Regions from separate parts of the Mus musculus genome. Here region 2 is linked to region 1. The links are chromatin contacts, called in public ChIA-PET maps. All regions are on one chromosome and are shown on one strand. Each heading gives the region's core, a stretch centred on a gene start, on an enhancer-like site or on the middle of the called end of the contact. The rest is flanking DNA. Distances are from core to core; before and after follow the strand shown.

The links. ChIA-PET counts read pairs in DNA pulled down with a chosen protein or histone mark.
Region 2: a contact with region 1 is called in an RNA polymerase II ChIA-PET map of memory CD8 T cells, with 5 times the contacts expected there. The contact joins two enhancer-like sites. A contact is called at or near these places in 3 of 115 datasets of contacts at active chromatin or transcription factors (CD4 single positive thymocytes, double positive thymocytes and memory CD8 T cells).

The regions. Positions count from the first base shown.
Region 1 is chr12:118,253,099-118,257,761 of GRCm38.p6, forward strand. Sp4 (trans-acting transcription factor 4) reads right to left here. Exons shown (of 6, transcript NM_009239.4): 5 at 1,312-1,511. Among named protein-coding and RNA genes, the nearest start is that of Sp4, 46 kb to the right of the region's middle. Within about 2 kb of position 2,528, at least 31 of the 459 cell types and tissues checked have an H3K27ac peak or open chromatin away from gene starts, as enhancers often do. A contact at or near this core is called in memory CD8 T cells, where this site is marked.
Region 2 is chr12:118,455,383-118,460,045 of GRCm38.p6, forward strand. No RefSeq gene overlaps it. Among named protein-coding and RNA genes, the nearest start is that of Gm25577, 47 kb to the right of the region's middle. Within about 2 kb of position 2,334, at least 12 of the 459 cell types and tissues checked have an H3K27ac peak or open chromatin away from gene starts, as enhancers often do. A contact at or near this core is called in memory CD8 T cells, where this site is marked.

The DNA.
Region 1 (4,663 bases), core at 1,278-3,777:
ACTGAGAAACACTCCTGAAGAAAAATGAGAAGTACCACGACTAAGAAGTAAAATAAACAACGTACACAAGAAGATGCTTAATTTCAGGGATCATCACAAAATGCCAACTTTAAAAACAGAAACAGTTTTAGATAAACACAAACTTCTGAAGCCTGGAACTACAGCAGTGAGAGCATATGAACAGAACTTCTGATCAGCACTAGTGAGGCAGAAATGTTAAGGAGCCACTTTAGAGACTCTACTACCAAACACACATTCTCTGTGATTAATACTCTTGCCCCTTAAACATGTCCAATACTTCAGAGAAGCAAAGTTGGTGACAGCAAATAACCCTCCAATAACTAACAGTATGCAAAATGATCAGTGTGATAATCACATGACAGAATACTGCACATCTCTAAAAATATAAACACACATGCATAGTGGACTTGAGTAAAAGTATGTGGATGGTATCATATAATATTTATGGCCTGTATAAAACACTACTTCCATGTATACCCACAGATAATATGCACTGGTTTAGAAATATACTAGAAGCCAAATCATAGACTGATGGTGGCTTTTGACTTTGGTCCTAACTTCTTTAGTGAGTTGATTTACTAAAAGTAACAAAAAAATATAACTTGAGTGTTAAGTGGATGTTTGTTGTATTATTTTTGACACTCCCTGGGCTTGAAAAGGCAAAACAGAGTCACTAATACCATTATAGGGATTAAAGGGAAATACTCCCTGCCCTGACTTGACCTGAAGCTCCTAAGGCTTGAAAATCTCTACTCATGACTTAGTGATATAGCACCCCCCCAAAAAAAAGTCAACCAGCCATGCTGTACTTTTCCACCAGCTCACTGCACATGCTCCAAACACTATAAAACCCCTCCCCTTCACCCAGCCCTCTGCTGTTTAAGAGGTAGCTGCCATTCTGTTCTTCCCAGTAAATCTCTTATGTGATATTTGTTTTGTGGTATGACTTTGTGGTATTCTTTGGCTCCCAACTGACAAGATGCCCTTGCACTGGAAAAACCTATACAATCAAAATTTAATTCTCTTCTCATATATATATAATAAATATATACTCTTTAGAAAAATATATACATATACATACACACACTTTAGAAAAACATGGTATGGATTTAGCATCCTAATGAGCAAAAGGAAAAAATTCCAGGCCATATAAATCTGGTGATAAAATTTAGTAAGTAAAATAAATGTATGTCAGAAAGAAAGCAAGGCATCTTGACCTTCAACAGTGCAACTTTCACTAAGCACTCGAAAACGAAGTAGTATCTCTCTCTCCAAGAGAAACCAACTAACCTGTGTGGGTCCTTCTGTGTCTCTGAAGCTCATCGCTCCTTGTGAATCTTTTGCCACAAAACATCCAGTTGCATATGAACGGTCTTTCTCCAGTGTGCCATCGGAGATGTGCTCGGAGGTGAGAGGTCTTGCCATATACTTTCCCACACCCTTCAATGTGGCAAACATGCTGCTTCTTCTTTCCTGGTTCACTGCTGCCCCTAACAGAACAAAACCAATACCATTATACCCTAAACTCAGCTTCTATCTGTGCCAAAAACACAGGTAGGCCATCTACATGATTAGAAAATGCTTTTCTGAGTATGTCTGAACAAAAACACATGAGAAATTTTTTCATTAAGGAAAAAAAAATCAAATATGGTCATGTACTATATAAACACTTATATGAAAATGTGGTAAGCTTCAGAATTTATGTCTACTACATAGCTCAGACTGCCTGTACTAGCTATAATGTTGCAGTTATCCTCATATTCACGATTTCCCTGTCACAGACTCCCTATTGTTGGAGTTGTAGGCATGCTACCCACAGGTAGGAAAGAAAACAAACCTCTTGAGAATTATCCTCTAAATATCAAAAAGATAGTTAAAATATACCGTGCACACCTTTAATCCTAGCACTTGGGAGGCAGAGACAGGCAAATTTCTGAGTTTGAGGCCAGCCTGGTCTACAGAGTGAGTTCCAGAACAGCCAGGGAAACCCTGTCTTGGGGGGCGGGGGGAATACGGTTCTAAGATTCACTTGTAGAGCAGGTCAGTGTGACAAGGAATTCCATGAACCCCTCCCAGCAAAACTAATAAATTATAAATCTACCTCCCAATACACTATTCAAAAATCTCTGGTCATAGTCCTAAAAACTAATAACAGCAAAAACTAATATTCTCTCTGAAATCTAAAGTATGTAACAATGGAGTCTATAGATCTAAGACTAACTCCTTTTCTTCCTTTCCACCTCCATGACAAAGGAGAGTTACAGAACAGTACAGCCATGAGGGCTTCCTCCCTCCAGCCTCTTCCAGAGAGGGGCAGGGCACAGTGCTTCTCATTCTACTGCCTGTTGCTGAGGCTGAGCTCCTGTTGAGTGTGGCTAAAAGGCACCCAGTGCCCAACTTACTGAACTCTGCAGTAATTGTGACTGATGAAAATGATATGGCCTAGGTGTTTCCTGACCTTCATGCACAGTTCATAAATTAGAGCTGCCAAGCCGGAAGAGGCAAGGTTAAGAAAATGTGAGCCTATTGTCCCTGCCTCCAAGCACTCAGCTGTTACATCAGGTAGCACTCTACCACACTTGCCACTTAAAAGCCCCAATTCTAGCTAGAATGAACTCCAATCTCAAAGAAACTGACCATCTGTAACCATCTGTAAGAAAGCTGAAGTTTAACTGAAGGGCTTGTTTTTAAAAGGAAACCACTGTTGCAAAGGCACCTGAGGGAAAGATACAGCGTTACTCGAGATAAGGCAAAACCACAGGTTGGTGAATCTGTGAAAAGAAGCACAGGTAGACAGGGAGAGTGAGCTTTGAGATCGGAAAAAAACATATGCTCCCAGAAGTCAACAAAGCAATAAAGCTTCAGCTAAACTAACCAAGACAAAAAGACTCAATTACCCCACTCACAAATAAAAATCATTATCAATCTCATGAAAATAAAAGGGCTCTTAGAGGAGCATTAAGTGTCACCAACCACCTAGGCTGACACATCTTAAACAGAAAATTTGAAAAACAAACAAGCAAAGACAAATGGTCAAAGTAAATCTGTAACAAAAAGAACTAGTCAGAAAAAAAACTACAAAGCGGAGAGTCAAATAGCTTTTCTCGTGAAATCCCTTTCCCCTGTATGTATAAGTTTTTGCTTGTTTTGAGACAAGGTCTCACTATACAGCACTGACTGTCCTGGAATTCATTAAGTAAACCAGATTGGCCTAAAAGAGAACCAACTGACTCTGCTACCTAGTGCTTGGGATAAAGGTTTGTACTATTATAATCACCTCCTGCTCAGTGTGTGTGTGTGTGTGTGTGTGTGTGTGTGTGTGTGTGTGTGTGTGTGTGAACTTTTTCAAGCTTTTCAAAGACTTGTTCAAAGAAGAAAACTACAGGGAACACTTCCCAATTCACTTGAAGGCCAATATACAAGAAAAGTAGAGACAAGCACCTCATGAACACATATGAAGAGAATCCTCAACATCAGCAAACTAAGCAGTGTATGGCACATGCTTATGATGCCAGCATTCCCCAGAGACAGAGACACAAGAGAGGCTGGCAGAGAGAGGGAGGGGGAAAGGAGGGGGAAAAGGGTGCAGCAGACAAAATCCAGTCACTTATAAAGAGAATTATACACCATAACCAGGAGGGTTTTACCATACATATGCAAAAATCCTTTGACTTGTAACAACTATACAGATTTTTTAAAAGCTCATAATTATTATAATAAATGCAATAAAGTGTTAGGCATTAAAAACCCTTTATGATTAAAATGAGAGAAAGAGAGGGGGAGAAAAAGGCAATGGAAGGGAGCTTCCTCAACTTAATCCAGGGTTCTAAAGTTGTATTTAAACAGTGAGAAACTAGATGATCTGTTCCCCTACCCTGAAAAAAAAAAATCAGATATTCTCCAAGGTGGAATAAGAAGTAAAACCAAAATTAGACACTATTAATGTATCTCTATAATAATAACATACTGTAACTATCTCTAAAATATTTAGTATATAACACTATAATATAGAAAATTTTATTCATTTTTTCATGCAGTATATTTTGACCATGCTTTTCATTCCTGATGCCCCCCCAGAAATTCTCCATCTCTCTATCCAAGCAACTTTATGTTGCTTCTTTTTCAAAAGAAAACTAAACCATAGAAACTAAAGTCAGAACAACCAGGCAAAAGACCAACAAGGCAAAAATTGTCAAAACAAGGCGAAATGAAATAAAAAGCTCCCCTCCCATATGACATAGAGGGGTTTGTTTGTTTGTTTGTTTTTCCAACTATTCTTGGGGATGGAGACTGCCCTGGACCATGGCTGATAAACCCAGTGACACTTTATTGGGCAAAACTTGATTTTTTCATTGTTAGTGGGTATCAATTACAAATAGCTTCTTGGTTAAGGATTGGACCTCATGTCCACTCGCTCCTCTCAGTGCTGTGGCCCCATCTAACTTGAACCTGTGTAAGTCTTTAAGTTTGAAGACAACCCACTTAGGACCAAGTGTTCAGTCTGTACAATGTCCAGTAATGGATCTGTGTTCATTCCTATCTGCAAGATGCTACTCTGATGAGGACTGAGTGAGGCACTGGCCTATGGGCACAGCAGTATGTCATTAGGAGTCACTCATTCCTATGTTCCTTTAGCAGAGGA
Region 2 (4,663 bases), core at 1,084-3,583, 200 kb after region 1:
CAGTGTATGATTTCAAACATACTATTCACCATTAGCACCCATACCAGACTCATTCCAAAATTAGCATTAACAATTAATTTTAATACCTCAGGCAGAGGTGAACAAGGAAACTGTCTCTCCTATACTTTCTCAGTGGGGGTTTTTCTGAAGTATCTACTGACTGAAAAATATTGCTGCCTTCAAGGCACCTCAAATCAGAATAAACCCTGTTTTATTACAAAACATAAATATCACAATAACCAATTGAGGGTATAAAGAAGGGCAAATGTTAGAATATCTGAAGATTTCTAATCAGAATGATTGAAGTCATACTTTCCAGCCTTAAGTCAGGAATTTATGGATGCAAAGACTAATGTGATTTTAATTCAAAATCCAACCAACCACACCAATAAATTCATTTCAAACACGTTAGACTAAAAGCTGACTGCCCTCTGGTGGGCTACTTTTTAAAATATTTAGTGTTTCTTAAAATGAAGTGCTTAAAATATTGTACAGTGGCATGAAATTATTTTACAATGCAATTTGTGAGGATAAAATTATTTGGGAAAGGGGAAGCATTAAACTGTTAAATACCTTTTTATCATATAAATTGAGTTTAGCTGATTTATGATTTTTTAAACTAAATTTTCCATTTGTGAGTAAATGTAGCTGACTTTTCAAATCTCAATTAAAAAACAGAAATAAAAGAAAATCATCTTTCTCATTTTCACTTCAAAATGTTGAGACTCTGATTCATCTTCAGCTGCTCATAAGCAATGGGGGAAAGTTACATGTTTATCAGGGTTGTTTCCGGTATACACCATTTTCATGTAATTTTACTGTCTGAAAAAGAAATGGCATAATCCTATTCCCAATAAAATGTATATTGATTAAAAAAAAAAAGCCTAAAGCTTACCATATCAAAGTACTAGGGCTAATGCTGATATAATATGGGGAAAAGTCAGAGGGTGTCCCAGGCACATGCTCTGGCCAGCCTGGGATCCGGCAGTGTCTCGCCCTCCTCTGTTTGCAGTTCCCCTGAATACTGGGGTGGGCTGAAATCTCCGAACGACACCAAGTCTGTCAGTTTTCATCTGTTTCGTGGGGATTTGCATGTTAACAGCCTCCCAGGCACTGCTGTACCCACTGTTAGCTTCAGCTCAGGATTCTGGCTCTGGTCATAAATTACTTCCTCAGCACCTGTGCCCCATCTTGAGTGAACAAATCCTGTTGAGCGTGATCGAATTCATGTAGGGACTTCAAATAGCCGAAGATGGAAGATACAGGAAAAATCTAAAGGCATATTATTTTAAAACTCTTATTGTCTTTGTGAGGAAAAATCAAAATGTGCGCCGAGCGATTTATCTGGGCGAGTTTCGTGGCTGCTGGCAACGACTCTGAGAGTTCTCCACATCCCTCCTCCCTTCCTTCTTGGTGACTCTCTTAGCAAGGCCTAATATTTTGTCTCTGGATTCCTTTTTTGAATTTGAAAAGGAAACTTACAAGAAAGAGAAGTCTTCTTTTAAGACAAAGGAATTAAAGATTGCAATCAAATCACAAACTCAAGTTAATTCTGTGGCTGTAAATACTCAGCTTTAGGTTAATAAGCACCTGTGCCATCAGTATGTCTGAACAAGTTCCCGAATACAGTCTTTCAGAAACGTTTGTAACACCCAACAACTGGAAGTCAAGAACGCAACGTTTTCAATTGCTACCTAAAAGCTGGGCAGAACAAGGTATCCTAAAACAACTATGCTTTTAAAACTAATTAGCATATGCAGTGACCTTAAAATGTAAAGATGTTACTTCTGTGAGACTAATTTTCTTCCCCAACCCAATAGGAAGTAAATGGAAATACAGAACGGAAGAGTTCTTATCATAGAATTACTGCTTTTAAATTTCGTGTGCGCGCGCGCACACACACACACACACACACACACACGAATAAAATTTTGTACCCCAGTATACTATTTTATAAAGGCTTGCTGGAACTTAGTTGGAAAGTGATAAAACACAAACTAAGCCAAAGTCAGCAAAAGTCAACAGTTGTGGCGGTTTTGTTTTCTGGTCTTTCCTTCTTGGAGGTCAAGGGATGTAGCTGTGTGTGTGTGTGTGTGTGTGTGTGTGTGTGTGTGTGTGTGTTTTCAAAGGAGGTTTAGTTATAGTCTTTCATTAAAAAAAAAAAGAAAGAAAGAAAAAGAAATGTAGACTCTACCTATTTAGCATCATTGCTCACGCCATGTTTTCTGGCAGTTCCCAAATAATACGAATAGAAACAAACCCGTGTAGAGTGTCCATCGAAGGAAAAGAAGCCTCCTTACCCAATGCTTTAGGCAAGTAGAGACTGAAAGACGAGCATGTTTGTGCGTGTATCTACTTAAATACTTACCATGCTACCATTCTCTTGGAGCTTGCAGTCATATGTGCTTTCTGTGTCCAGAAAAATCAATATTCTTATAGTTTTAAACGGGATTTTTTTCTCCCACGTCAGAAATGGGACTCTTCGACCGCGGCGTTGTGGCTTCAGATCCACAGGGTTGGGGTCCGCTCCCGCGCTGCGCGTTGCCTTTTTCATCAACAGAGGGCGCTCTGCGGTTTTCCAAGGATCCCGGCTTCTCTCACGGCCGAGCTGGGCAGCGGGCGAAGCATCAGTTAGCCGCGTTTGCAGGGTTTTTCCCCCCCATACCAGGCAGAAGCTCTTTCAACTGGCTAGTGTATGATTTATTGGAAATACTACTGATCACTGAAACAACATACGTGAATGAAAGGAAACCCCATGATTTTACAAAAGTCGGGTGACCGTGACATCTAAGGCTGCTAACTAACCCCAACCGGATAGTATTGGAAATGATCATAAGCATAGAACGCAGGCTGATACAGTCTTCACCTTGGGAAGCCAGGGCGACAGCTTTATTTACATGGCCTATCCCAGTCCTGAGCGCGCGAGTGTGCCTGGTTGTGTCCTACTTTAATATATTATACTCTTTTATACCTGATACTAGACAAATGAAATACATAATTCCTCGTGAAGTAATCTGCCTAGGTCCTAATTGACACATTAGGAGAGCTCTGAGAAGCTTTTTCTCTGCTGAAGGTTAGAGAGAAGATACCAGATGCCGATGCTATTAATTTCTCAACAGTCCAAAGCACAAAATTTCAGCTGAAAACTTGAGAGAATGAAAAAAGATATATTTCAAGAAAATTAGATTTTTCTCAGAGTATTTGTCCAAGATCTACATTTTTAGATGCATAATTTATTAGATGTTTCAACACAGAGAAGTAATCATAACCAGCTAACTCGAAGATTGCCAGTTACTATCCTTCCCGGCAAAGTTTTACAAATGTCTTAAAGCCACTGTGAAAGTCAGAGCAGCAACCCTAACAGACGCCAGAATCAACATATTTGACAGAAGTGCGCACGCCATCGTAGCCCATTATTTCAAATGAGAATGTTCCATCTCAAGATCCGGAACGATACCACCAATGACAGAATAAACGGGAATGTGGAAGTCAAACAGCATGACAGCAGCTACTCAGAACTAGAAAATAAGAGCATTGTAACGTATAGGTGTGCTCCAAGGTTCTCCTCTGAGAAAATGTGCTCCTCTGAGAAAATGAGCTCCTTTCCCACAAAGGGAAAGAAATGCCAGGTTTCCTTATGTTGAATGCATGTTTGTGTAATATTGAAGATGATGAAACAAATATTTAACAGCTAGGACAGTGCATTCCCAGCTAACTCATCCCTTTATCGCTTGCTGGTTGGAAGATAAGAACCATCCTCTTTCTTTTGCAAATATGTTTGCCAGCAGCTGTTTCAACATTTATAAAGACCATTCTCACTGATTGCCAAATAACCATAAATTTATTTACGCATATTTTTGAGTTGGAGGCATAAAAATAATTACATGTCTGATTAAATCCACTTATGCCTTCGTGTCTTACTAAATCTATAATAGATATGAATCGTTACAATACACTGCATCTAAGTGCATAAATAATGCCATACACATGCAGAATCCAGCTTTGCTGCAGCAGAAGGCAGGCAGTCGTGTACATATACGTAGTTGGGCTGGATTATGAATATTGGTGTGGATTCTGTAACGTAGGACATTAGTCAGAAAGCTGAAATGTTCTTATTAATCATTAGTTTAATTTCTTAAAATATATTAAGTTTTTATTTTATATAAATAAGCATGTCGTAAGAAAGATGGACTAGAAACTCCATGCTTTTAAATGTGCACGTATGGAAAATCATATATTTACTTCCAAGTTGAACTGAATTCTTTCAGATGTGAGTTTCTCTTATTCACAGCCCACCCCCTTCCCACCCTCTTCTCATCATTCTGTCCACCTCCACCCTCCACCTCTGCCACTGTGAACCAAGGTAATTTAAATGATTATAGTATTTTGTAGAAGGTTTTAAGGGATGTTCAAAGTTAAGAATCACGATGCTTAGCAATACTGGTTTGATTCTACTCTTCAGTCCCTGTATTGGACCTGAAATTTTGCTTTCTTTTGATTGAGACTCAGCTTATAATAACTTTAATCACATAATATTTAACCGTATTTGTTATAACACAACACTTGTTAACACTTCATTTTGAGTGTTCCAGCATTATTAATTCATTTGGTATTCATTGCAATAACGTAGATAGTAATGAACTCATCTGGTATTCATGTGGAT